Linked DNA regions of Rattus norvegicus: region 2 is linked to region 1. Evidence: chromatin contacts called from public Hi-C data. All regions are on one chromosome and are shown on one strand. Each heading gives the region's core, a stretch centred on a gene start, on an enhancer-like site or on the middle of the called end of the contact. The rest is flanking DNA. Distances are from core to core; before and after follow the strand shown. Region 1 holds the start of Rce1 (Ras converting CAAX endopeptidase 1). Region 2 holds the start of mrpl11 (mitochondrial ribosomal protein L11).

Region 1 (6,108 bases), core at 334-2,833:
AAGCACCTGACTCCAGAGAAAAAGATTTCAGCCCAGAACACCAAAGACCAGCACAAGAATATTGGTCTAGAGTTCCCTGCAGGTAAGTCTCTAGCTTTTGGGGTAAGTCCTGGACTGAAACCAGAGAAATAAAATTCATGGTCTGGAGTGATCCAACTATCCCATTCCACTTCAGCCATGGGGACTGAGGGTCTTGGAGGAGCAGTAGCAGCCCTACTGTAAAGCTGCATGACAGGAGAAAGATGTGCGTTGTACTTAATATGAGCACATTAGCTTTTCCAGAGACAGGTGACTCACTGATATCCCCAGGGCCCTGCCAGGAGGAACCAGCCAAGGCAAGACTGTAAATTTGCCCCTGAGGGGTTGGGGGTGTAGCTCAGTGAGAGTCTTGACTATCAATACCCTGAGTTTGATCCTTCTTCCTGTTTGTTCTTCCGCAAGTTATTACAGATAAGCTAATGGTGGTTCCCAACCTTCCTGATGCTGCCACCCTTTAAATACAGTGCCTCATGTTGTGGTGGTCCCCAACCATAAAATTATCTTCATTGCTACTTAACTGTAATTTTGCCACTGTTATGAACCATAATGTAAGCATCTGATACGCAACCCACAGTTGAAAACCACTGAGCTACAACATGTTCATGAGTGTCTGATCCCAGCACTTGGCTGGAAGAAGCAAGATGATCAGTTTAAGTCTCCCCTGAGTTTCATGAGAGTCTGTCTAAACAACAACAAAAAGCTGCCTCTGTAGCAACTGCCTAGAACAATTCCAGACAGAGACTTAGTTGCTTATTGCCCGAAGGAAAGCTTGGTTTCAGAGAGTAACTTGGCATATATATCACCCAGTCTGTGTGGAAAGTTAGATGCCCTCTATCGTGGGCGCGCTAAGGAAGGTCAGGCACTGAAATGTTTTCATCTGGAAGGATGGAGGGGGAGGGTTAAATTAGAACTATGCCCCTGCCCCAACAGTCTCCGTAGCATTGGCAATCTTCCGGAGCAATATGAAATGGGCTTGTTTTCTCCTAGAATCTAGCGGGCAAGCAGAAAACAAGAGGCTCAAGAGGAGCAGCCCCAACCAGGGCAGGGAAGAATCGCGAACTCTGGGCCCAGCCAGGGACCTGAGCCCGCCAGAATCCGTCACGCGCGACTGCGATCCTACCGAGGCCTCCCTCACTGCTAGAGGATCACAGACCCAAGTGGCCAACGACGGAGTTCAGGCGGCAGACGCAGCGAGCCCTCTGGGCGGCCTGGAGGTACCGCAGGGAGCACAGGGCGGGTGCGGGCCTAAGCTACCGCCGCCGGGCCCTCACCACCGCCTCCGCTGCTCCCGCAGGACTTGTGGCTACAGGAGGTCTCCAACCTGTCCGAGTGGCTGAGTCCGGGACACAGGTCCTAAGCGCCCGCTCCTGAGACTCACAGCAAGGCAAGGAAGCCCGGGACGCGTGTGTTATATATTTCAATAAAGCTGCTCCAAGCACACAGTGTCAACTACAGTGCAAGGGGAGGAGCGTCCGGAGGACCGGACAACTCGCGCCGCCGCCTGACGTCACCCGCGCCGTCGCGTCACTGCTGCGCGCCACGGGTCTGGGCGTGATGGCGGCGCTGGGCGGGGACGGGCTGCGTTTACTGTCGGTATCGCGGCCAGAGCGGCAGCCCGAGTCAGCCGCGTTGAGCAGCCCGGGCCCAGGGCTGTGCTGCTGGGTGTCTGTGTTCTCCTGCTTCAGCCTCGCCTGCTCCTACGTGGGCAGCCTCTACGTGTGGAAGAGCGAGCTGCCCAGGTGCGGGGGATGCGCGCGCGGACGGAATCCGCGCCCTCGTGAGGCGGGGCTGCGGGCGGAGCCTGGGCTGGACGGGGGTGGGGCTGCGTTGGCAAATGGTTGCTACAGGCCCCCCCGGAACTTATTGTCCCTTTTCTTAGGGACCACCCCGCTGTTATCAAGCGGCGTTTCACCAGTGTCCTGGTAGTATCGAGCTTGTCCCCACTTTGCGTGCTGCTCTGGAGGGAACTCACTGGCATCCAGGTGCGAAGGAGGCGGGGCACAGGGCAACTAGGGAAAGAATCCAGATTTTTGTGGGAGGGAACATCACTGATACCCCCTTTCCTGTGGCTCAGCCAGGCACATCACTGCTTACCTTGATGGGCTTCAGGCTGGAGGGCATTTTTCCAGCAGCTCTGCTGCCCCTGCTGCTAACTATGGTGAGTCCTGCTTTAGTTTTCCTACTCTGTTGTCACTAGTGTAATGGCATGTCCGTCTTGTGTCCAGTTTTTGGCAGATGGCAGACAGGAATTATGATGTGGCCCTTGAGCCCCTGGTGTGCATGGCTGAGAAATCCTAGAGCTCAGGAAACCTGAGGTCTCATGAGGGTGACCAAGGGCGCAGGTGTGAGCAAGGTCACTGGATAACGGCTTTCGTTTGATGTTTTTCTCCCCCAGATCCTTTTCCTGGGTCCACTGATGCAGCTCTGTATGGATTGCCCGTGTGACCTGACAGATGGGCTGAAGGTTGTCCTGGGTGAGTCTTCAAGACTGAGCAAAAGGTAGGCACAGGCAGTCCAGAACACTGGGGAAAGGAGTCAGTGAGATGGTGTGATCTGGACTGAAGAGGTGAGATGTCACCTCTCAGGATGTGTTTCCTCATCAGTAAAATGGATTATATTGCTGGGTACCCTGTAAGTTTATGATACTCATGGAGGCCTTTCTAGACTCAAAACAGTACTTGATTGGTTAAATTTGGGTTCCTCTGGAATTGACTGACTTCCTCCTCTACTGCCGCTTTCCCTCACTACTGTCAGTCATCTCAAGACATTGTAATTCGGTCTGATAAGGCTTGTTCCCTTCCCCATTCTGATTCTCAGGATTTCCCAAACTGAGTTTGGTCAGAGTAAATCTGTGGGAGAGGGGGGTTGGGGATTTAGCTCAGTGGTAGAGCGCTTGCCTAGCAACCGCAAGGCCCTGGGTTCGGTCCCCAGCTCCGAAAAAAAGAAAAAGAAAAAAAAATCTGTGGGAGAGGGTCCTAGGGGTCTCTAGTAACTAGGCACTCATTGCTTATCCTGAATATTTATTCTAGCCCCTCGTTCTTGGGCCCGCCGCCTCACAGACATGCGCTGGCTACGAAACCAAGTTATAGCACCCTTGACAGAGGAGCTGGTGTTCCGGGCTTGTATGCTGCCCATGCTAGCACCATGCACAGGTCTGGGCCCTGCTGTGTTCACCTGCCCACTGTTTTTTGGAGTCGGTGAGTCTAACCTGTCCAGCAACAATGTTCCCAGCATGAAGGCTAAAAATGGGGCTTTGGGTGAGGGGGACAGCTAGGTAGAAAGCCAGAGGAATATGATGTGGTTTTCACCTTCCTCCCAGCCCATTTTCACCACATTATTGAGCAGCTGCGCTTCCGCCAAAGCAGTGTGGGAAGTATCTTCTTGTCTGCAGGTGAGGCCTGGAGAGCTGCCCAGGGACAGCCAAGGGTCGGGGTGTTAGGATACCCCTCACAGACACTCCTCAGAAAGGGTTGGAGACAGAACTATAAGTATTGGATGGGGCCCACTGATTATGGAAGGTGGGGTACAGAGAGCAGCCACAGATAACGGGCAGGCAGCCACTGCCAAGGGGAAAGGGTGGTCTCTGACTGTGGGGTGTGCAGTACTGGGGTAGGGTGGGCATGCAGGTGTGGTCACTCGCAGCCTCCGTCTCCAGCGTTCCAGTTCTCCTACACCGCTGTCTTCGGTGCTTATACGGCTTTCCTCTTCATCCGCACAGGTTGGTCCTCGGCCTTTCATGGGTCTCCAGGGGCCCACAGATGTGGGTGGGAGAAGGGGGATACTGTGGACACAACTGTTTCTTCTACTACAGTTCTAGAGACAGGCTAAGCTTTTTAAGATCCGAGAGGTAGAAGCAGAGGTTATAACATGGGGGCAGACCAGTGTGTGGGGTAGGGGGTCATTGAGTTCCTGTTCAGGAGACAAGGGTCACTAACTTTAGAAGGGCTAATGGTGGTGGGGCTGCTTCACATGTTGCACCATCTCCCCTCTCCAGGACACCTGATAGGGCCGGTTCTCTGCCACTCCTTCTGCAACTACATGGGCTTCCCTGCTGTGTGTGCAGCCCTGGAGCATCCACAGAAGTGGCCACTGCTGGCGGGCTATGCCCTTGGTGTGGGACTCTTCCTGCTTCTGCTTCAACCCCTGACAGACCCCAAGCTCTATGGCAGCCTTCCTCTTTGTATGCTTTTGGAACGAACGGGGGCCTCAGAGACCCTACTGTGCTCCTGACCATCACTCTTGTGTGAACTCTGATGGGCTCTCCAGCCCCTTCTTATCAATACTGCGAGAGAGGGGCTGGCTGGGGTCCCCGAGATCTCAGGAATTTTTGTAGGGGATTGAAGCCAGAGCTAGTTGAATCCCAGGGACCAAGAGAAAGGAGCAGATATCCAAAGGGTGCAGCCCCTCGTGATGGGGCGGATGAGCAGCAACTGGAAGTGAGGGGACAAGGGCAAATCCTAGGAGCTGTGCACTCCCTCTTTGGATTGATGCTTCTCTAGCTCCTTTGCGTCTCCCCTTCTCCCTTGAAAAGCTGCTGGGGTGGGTTTATTTATCAAACCCCTCCTCCCAACTTCCCAGGGTTTTCTCATTGTCTTTTTGCATCAAGACTTTGTATTGGGATATTAAAGAGATTTAACTTGGGTAGCATGGTCTTAGATCTTTGGCACTCTGTACTCCGACTTTGGTAAGGACCCAAGGCCACATTTGGAGTATGTACACTGTCCTAACTACCTGGGCAGTTAAGCCTGGTAAGCAGGTCCCAACAGTAGAGGACAGGAAGGGGCCCCTAGCTGCTAAGGCTGAGCTCTGGCGGTTGGGTTAGCAGGGGCCAGGTGGAAGCCCATCTCACTGTGGGGCCTGCACACAGTTACCTAGGCCAGGGACACCTATAGCTTTGGCCCCAGCGATGGAGCTTCCAGCCTGTGCCCCGTAAGCTGGTGGAGGGTGGTAGAGGGTGTTGGAAGGTGGTCCCAGGGCCTCGTTCTACACAAGGACATGGGTCCAAAACCCAAGGGGAAGCTTCTCTCTCAGAGGTAGAGGCTTCTGGTTCTATATGGACTGCTACCCTCTGCCTCACCCAGTCCCTGGAGGAACCCAGGACAAAGGTCACAGCCCTGAAAGTAGCAAGGACTCTACCAAGTAACTTCACTCTTACCTGCTCACCACACTTCTAGAACGGTTTGTTTTCCTTTGCCTTTTGAAAAATGTGACTATCCTCTTAAGTCTCCTACATTTAAGGCTGTTCTGAAACCTGCTCCCTGAAGCTGGTCAGTGAGCAAATGGACATGTGTCATTTACTAGTGACACTACCCCCAAGGTTAGCTGTGACATAACTCACGAGGTTATAACAAAGTATCATAGTCATACACTGCCTCCCTGGGAACTCTTGTCTCCTCACCTGTGTGGAAGCTGGTGGTTGAGAGGTGAGGGGCCGGTACGCAGTGGCCTGCTCTAACAAGTCTCCTGAGAACACTAGGCAGACAGGCTTGTGGGTGTCTACTTTACCGAGCTCTAGAGAGTTTAAAGAAAAAAAAGCAGATCTGACCTAGATCCCATGAGAGTTTGAGAGAAAGAGACCCACACTGCCACTAGGGTGGAGTAGACTGTACATGACCTAGTGTGGAGGGCAAGGGAAGGCCACTTTTATTGAGCAAATTTCCCAGGACCTATGAATTAGGTCTTCTTCCCTCTACCCCCAGAGGTAGAACCCCTCTCCCAGGTACAAGGCCACCTACTGTACACCTGTGGTCTCCCACGAGGAGCAGACCCTTATTTGGCAAGAGATGAATATGTGAGAACTGCCTGCCAGCAAGACAAGGACAAATAGCTGAAGGGAATGGGAGGGCCATTGCAGGTAGTGTGTGTGCTGTCCCATGGGACAGGACCTCAAGGGCCTAGCCCTCAGGTACTGCCTGGGCCTGCCCTGGCTGCACAGCTTCTGTTGAGAGGCTTGGGGTAGGGTTGGCCAGGCTGCCAGTCTGGAGTAAGATCACTCAATCTCTAGGATGAGGTCATCGCCTTCCAGAGTCATGTCCTTGGTCACGTGAACCTTTCGGATAGTGCCCTCCA
Region 2 (6,409 bases), core at 449-2,948, 360 kb before region 1:
AGGCTCCATATCCTTCTGCTAGAGTCTGCTAGAAAGCTAGACATGTATGAAAATGTCACAACGAAGTTAATATGCTTAACTAATATATGCTATAAATTTAAAAAAAAAACCTGACTTTTTCATTGCAATAGGCTTTCTCCCAAATCAAGAACTTTCTTGGTTTCCTTTGTACACCATTCCTCTCAAGATACTCACTCTTTCACCACACGAATGCCCAGGGAGCGGGCAGAGCCAATGATGGAACGGACAATAGAAGACAGGGGTACATCTTGCATGGCAAAAGCCTCATCCTTAGCTTTGACACGGGCAATCTCGTATACGTGCTTCAAACTCACCAGACCTGCCACCTCTTTCCCTGGGAAGAAGGAACAGGTCGTCATTCTTCTAGTGCCACTATTTCTCTGGATACATCAGAATCTCAGGTGCCCCCTGTAGCCCTTACCTGTTTGCCGGGCCCCCTTCTCAATCCCAGCAGCTGCCTTCAAAAAGTAGGAAATAGTGGGCTGCCCAATCTTGAGCTCAAATGTTCTGTCGGGCTTAACAGAAAAAGATACATGAGAATTTCTTGGTTTTCTATCTGGTCCAAGACATTTCTAATGTCCCTTAACTTCCCATCAACTTGCATTCCTGCGGTGTTGTCTTTAACACCAGAGAAGGCAGGATGGGCAGATCTACAGTCCACATCCCTGTCATTTTTATTCCTAGCACAATTCTCCTCTGGAACCCCTGTGAGATGAGAGGTCAGAATCACAATATGGCAGGATCAAGCCAGTTCAGAGAAATTATGGTCTAGGCTTCTGTGTAAATGAGAAGTGGAAGTTGGCAACCAAGTTAGGGACAGAGAAGCAACCGGGATGACTAGTTTCAAGTGCCAAGGAAGTATATGGGAGAATTCGTCTCTGTACCTTTATAAAAATTTTTGTAGGCAAGGGAATGCCTTCTTTGATGTCCTTTGTTTTTTCATTGAACTCTTTGCAGAACTGGTTGATAGAGACACCTCGCTATGAGGAAAGCATATACAAAGTTAAGTGTGAGGGGTTGGGGATTTAGCTCAGTGGTAGAGCGCTTGCCTAGCCTAGCAAGCGCAAGGCCCTGGGTTCGGTCCTCAGCTCCGGAAACAAAACAACAAAACAACAAAACAAAACAAAACAAAACAAAACAAGACAAAAAAAAAAAAAAAAAAACAAAGTTAAGTGTGGGAGCTGAAGGCTTCCTATCAACCAGGAGCTCCAGTCCCCCCGTCCCCGCCATCTTCATTTTTTTTGTGTTCCGATATTTCTTCTACCCAGGTTCAACTACGGCTTTGGGTGCCAGGCGATTCGTCCACAAGGTGCCACTTAATCAGCAAGTAGCCAACTTGATGGTCAAAAGAGGCTACGTAAGTAATACAAGAACCTAAGGCCTGAAGGTGTGAATAGCGGAGACAGGTTTATAAAGGAGACCTCCCGGGCTCCAGAGCACTCTCCCACGTCTCCCAAGCCGGCTTCCAGACACCGCACCTGACCCAAAATGGGACCTAATGGAGGCCCAGGGATAGCTTGGCCTGCTCGCACGATGGACCGGATCACGCCGCCGGCCTCGGGCTTCTTGAGGGTCCGAGTGACCCGGCTTAGCTTCGACATGATATAGGATTTTAACCTTAGTCCGCCTCGGAGAAGTCAAGAACTACGATCTGAGCGCTGTCATTTTGGGTCAGAGGTCAAGGGCCCTCGTGTTGGGCTAGGGTAAATGTGGCCAAAAAAGAACAGTCTTGTTTCAGGCATACAGCTCTTCGACTGAAAAACGAGTTACGGAATTTAAAAATGAATTGAACTTTGCGCTCTGAAGTCAGGACAAGAACATATATGGTTTCAGTATACACATTCCTTCAGCAGTGCCCACAGGCATCGCCTTAGACAGCCAAACAGGAGATCAGGACTTTGAGTCTCCGCACAGCATTGTAGGTATTGTAGTATTGTAGTTTTAGCTCTTTATCCTGCGCTTGCTGTTGACTGAGCTCTGGGTTGCCATCTGCTGGACACAGTGATATCTTAGTGTTTGAAATGGAGCAAGTTATTCAAAGGAGTCCCTTGAGTCTTTTGTTTCGTGTGTGTGTGTGTGTGTGTGTGTGTGTGTGTGTGTGTGTGTGTGTGTGTGTGTGTGTGTGTGTGTGTGTGTGTGTGTGTGTGTGTGTGTGTGTGTGTGTGTGTGTGTGTGTGTGTTTTTCATGAAAGGCAATATGATTATAGACGGAAACGAAACGTAGACTGCTGCTCTAGCTATGAACCTGATTTATAGCTAGACAAAAAGTTAGGGCTAGGGTTAGGTTACTGTTTCTGTTAGCTATTTCATGTTGGGCACCACGGATACTATAGGTACCTTTCAGAATCATTGTGACAGCTCAGTAACACACGTTGCTTTAGAACAATACTTGCACCAAGAAGGCATTTACCACTATTTGTACAAAGGGAAGAAATTTTCCCGGCACTTTTGAAACGCAGTCTCTGAACCCTCATTCCAGTCAGACCTAATTTCCCACTAGCTTCTTAGGCATACTTTATCGCTTCCCTTTCTTTCCTTCTTTCTTTCCTTCTTTTTTTTTTAATTTTTTTTATTTATTCATTTATTATATATATAAGTACACTGTAGCTGTCTTCAGATACACCAGAAGAGGGCATCAGATCTCTTTACAGATGGTTGTGAGCCACCATGTGGTTGCTGGGAATTGAACTCATGACCTCTGGAAGAGCAGTCGGGTGCTCTTAACCGCTGAGCCATCTCTCCAGCCCCTCTTTCCTTCTTTCTTTCTTTCTTTCTTTCTTTCTCTCTCTCTTTCTTTTTATTGGAAGCAGATGATTTCATTACTTGCTTTCTAGGGAATGGCATTTGAATCAAGTGGTGTTTGTAGTCTTTGTTCTCACTCCCTTGTGTAGTTAGGCACTTTGGGACATGCATGCAGAAACATGTACATTGCACACACAGGGAAATGGAAAAGGAAAAGAAAACGTGGAGGATTGTGAGAGGTGGCTAAGAGGAAGATGATAGAATCCAGAGAGGTAGGTGTGCTACATAATAGGCTGCCTGGTTGGCTGGAGAAGAATTATGAGGGGGGGCGGCTGGAGAGATGGCTCAGTGGTTAAGAGCACTTTCTGCTCTTCCAGAGGTCCTGAGTTCAATTCCCAGCAACCACATGGTGGCTCACAACCATCTATAATCAGGTCTGGTGCCCTCTTCTGGCCTGCAGGCATACATGCAGGCAGAAAGCTGTAAGATGTATACAAAATAAATAAATGTTTAGAAAGAAAGAAAGAAAGAAAGAAAGAAAGAAAGAAAGACAGAAAGATGATGCATTCTATCACCTTCCTCTAAACCACTTCTCACAATCATCCACGTTTTCTTTTCCTCTTCCATTTCCTTGCTTGCGCAATGTACATGTTTCTGCATGCATGTGGGTGAATGTGTGTAGGTGCATTTGCACATGTGTGCACACACATGTGGAGGGCTGGGGTCGATGTTAAGATCCTCTTCCATCGGGGCTGGAGAGATGGCTCAGTGGTTAAGAGCACCCTACTGTTCTTCCAGAGATCATGAGTTCAATTCCCAACAACCACATGGTGGCTCACAACCATCTGTAAAGAGATCTGATGCCCCCTTCTGGTGTATCTGAAGACAGCTACAGTGTACTTATATATATAATAAATAAAATAATTCTTTAAAAAAAAGGGGGGGGGTTGGGGATTTAGCTCAGTGGTAGAACGCTTGTCTAGCAACCGTAAGGCCCTGGGTTCGGTCCCCAGCTCCGAAAAAAAGAAAAAGGAAAAAAAAAACAAACCAGATCCTCTTCCATTTACTCTTCTTAGGTGGGGGTCTCTTACTCAAACCACGAGCTCACCAGTATGGTTCATCTTGTCAACCAGCTTGCACTGGAGTTCTTTTTTTTTAAATTAATTAATTTATTTAATATATACACTGTCGCTGTCTTCAAACACACCAGAAGAGTGCATCAGATCTCATTACAGATGATTGTGAGCTACCATGTGGTTGCTGGATTTGAACTCAGGACCTCTGAAAGAGCAGTCAGTGCTCTTAACCACTGAGCCAGCCCACTCTGGGGTTCTTATATTGACCTGGAATTACAGGGAAGTCACCATGCCCAAATGGCATTCATCTCGGTTTCTTAAGATCCAGCCTCTGGGGGGCTGGGGATTTAGCTCAGTGGTAGAGCGCTTACCTAGGAAGCGCAAGGCCCTGGGTTCGGTCCCCAGCTCCGAAAAAAAAGAACCAAAAAAAAAAAAAAGATCCAGCCTCTGGGGGCTGGGGATTTAGCTCAGTGGTAGAGCGCTTACCTAGGAAGCGCAAGGCCCTGGATTCGGTCCCCAGCTCCGAAAAAAAGAACCAAAAAAAAAAAAAAAAAAAAAAAAAAATCCAGCCTTTGGCCCTGACTCTTGCAGGAAACACTTCAATCACCAAGCCATCTCTTAATTCCATCCCACTGCCATTTTTAAAATTGTTAGTAGGCTTGAACTTCTCCACAACCTGCTGCAAAGAAGTCGGGTCCTTTGTGTAAGGATCTACAGGCCTCATTTTTATCACCATCTTCTGTGCCCAGTGAAATCCTTGAGCCAGTGCTGTGGTGTTAGAAGGAGTAGTATGCTGCCCTAAGAGACATCCCTGCTAACTGCTTGGTAGAAAAGGGACCCAGCAGCTTCAAGTCCCTGAAACTAAACTTCCCTTGCACCCCCCTGCATAAGTCTGTAAGCTGTGGCAAGAACAACTGACATGCTGGGGTTCTCTGTGGTGCTGTACCAAAAATGAAGTATCAATCCCATCAGAGAACCTTTGTGAAAGAAAGAAGGTAGACCCCATGTTACATGACCTCCTTCTCCTCCTCCTCCTCCTCCTTCTTCATCCTCTCCTCTTCTTCTTTTCTCTTTCTCCTCCTCTTCTTTCTCCTCTTCCTCCTCCTCCTTCTCCTCTTTTCCTCCTCTTCCTCTTCCTCCTCTTCTCCTCCACCTCTTCCTCCCCCAACCCCTTCTTTTTTTTTTTAAGATTTATTTATTTTATATATGTGAGTACACGGTCGCTGTCCTCAGACACACCAGAAGAGGGCATCAGACCCTGTTACAGATGTTTGTGAGCCACCATGTGGTTGCTGGGATTTGAACTCAGGACCTCTGGAAGAGCAGTCAGTGCTCTTAACCGCTGAGCCATCTCAGCCCCCCCTTCTTCTTTTGGCACAGGGTTTCTCTGTGTAGCCCTGGCTATCCTAGGATGGGGCTTTTTAGACCAGGCTGGCACCTAGTTTGACACACTTTTCTAATGAAGCATAAAAGAAATGTCTATTTTCCTCATATGGAGAGGACACCACCACAGCAAAAAAAAAAAAAATTCTGGCAAGTCTAGCTTGAAAATGAATTTCTTGGAGTTACTAATAGGAGTGTGGGGGACTCATGAGCACTTGTACCATTGAAAAGTCTTGGGGCTGGGGATTTAGCTCAGTGGTAGAGCACTTGCCTAGCAAGCACAAGGCCCTGGGTTCGGTCTCCAGCTCCGAAAAAAAGAAAAAAGAAAAAAAAAAAAAAAAGAAAAGTCTTACCAGCCAGTTCTTCTCTTCCTCCACCCCCTGTGGTGTGTGGTGAGTGAATCCAATTACCAGAGCCTGTGCATACATTGCACAGGTGCTCATGCACACACGTGCTTGTTAGTGTAGAGGCCACAGGCTGACACTGGCTGTCTTCCTCGACCATGCTCCATTTTATTTTATTTATTTTTTTTTAAAGATTTATTCATTTATTATATATAAATACACTGTAGCTGTTTTCAGATACACCAGAAGAGGGCATCAGATCTCTTTACAGATGGTTGTGAGCCACCATGTGGTTGCTGGGAATTGAACTCAGGACCTCTGGAAGAGCAGTCGGGTGCTCTTAACCACTGAGTCATCTCTCCAGCTCCTGCCTCTGCTTTTATAGTGCTGGGCTTAAAGGTGTGCACCACTATGTCCAGCTACGGCACACACTTTTAATCCCAGCACTTGTGAGAAAGAGGCAGGCCAATCTTTTTTTTTTTTTAATTTTTTTTTTTAAAGATTTATTTATTTATTATATATAAGTACACTGTAGCTGTCTTCAGATACACCAGAAGAGGGCATCGGATCTCTTTACAGATGGTTGTGAGCCACCATGTGGTTGCTGGGAATTGAACTCATGACCTCTGGAAGAGCAGTCGGGTGCTTTTAACCGCTGAGCCATCTCTCCAGCCCAGGCCAATCTTTATATGTCTGAGGCCAGGTCTACATAGTGACTCCCAGGACATCCAGGACCATCCTACATCAACACCCTCCCAAAGAAAACCCTCATCACTACAGCCAAATGAACAAACGAACAACCCACAGTGCACACTTATGACCTCATCGTTTCTGGAGGATCTG

The links. Hi-C and Micro-C count contacts between places; a contact is called where the count stands out from the background.
Region 2: a Hi-C map of kidney shows a contact between it and region 1, with 4 times the contacts expected there. The contact joins the promoter of mrpl11 here to the promoter of Rce1 in region 1. A contact is called at or near these places in 4 of 12 Hi-C or Micro-C datasets (the A7r5 cell line, frontal cortex, kidney and 1 more).

Annotation. Positions count from the first base shown.
Region 1 is chr1:211,327,344-211,333,451 of GRCr8, reverse strand. It overlaps Rce1 (Ras converting CAAX endopeptidase 1), which reads left to right and starts at 1,583. Exons shown (of 8, transcript NM_001100585.1): 1 at 1,583-1,778; 2 at 1,919-2,021; 3 at 2,114-2,197; 4 at 2,435-2,513; 5 at 3,069-3,236; 6 at 3,359-3,430; 7 at 3,695-3,757; 8 at 4,034-4,683. The coding sequence starts at 1,594. The coding sequence ends at 4,269. Top6bl (TOP6B like initiator of meiotic double strand breaks) reads left to right here. Exons shown (of 15, transcript NM_001426986.1): 14 at 4-82; 15 at 1,027-1,479. The coding sequence ends at 1,376. It overlaps Pc (pyruvate carboxylase), which reads right to left. Exons shown (of 20, transcript NM_012744.3): 20 at 5,660-6,108. The coding sequence ends at 6,029.
Region 2 is chr1:211,689,096-211,695,504 of GRCr8, reverse strand. mrpl11 (mitochondrial ribosomal protein L11) reads right to left here and starts at 1,698. Exons shown (of 5, transcript NM_001006973.2): 1 at 1,500-1,698; 2 at 906-1,001; 3 at 443-536; 4 at 196-355. The coding sequence starts at 1,622.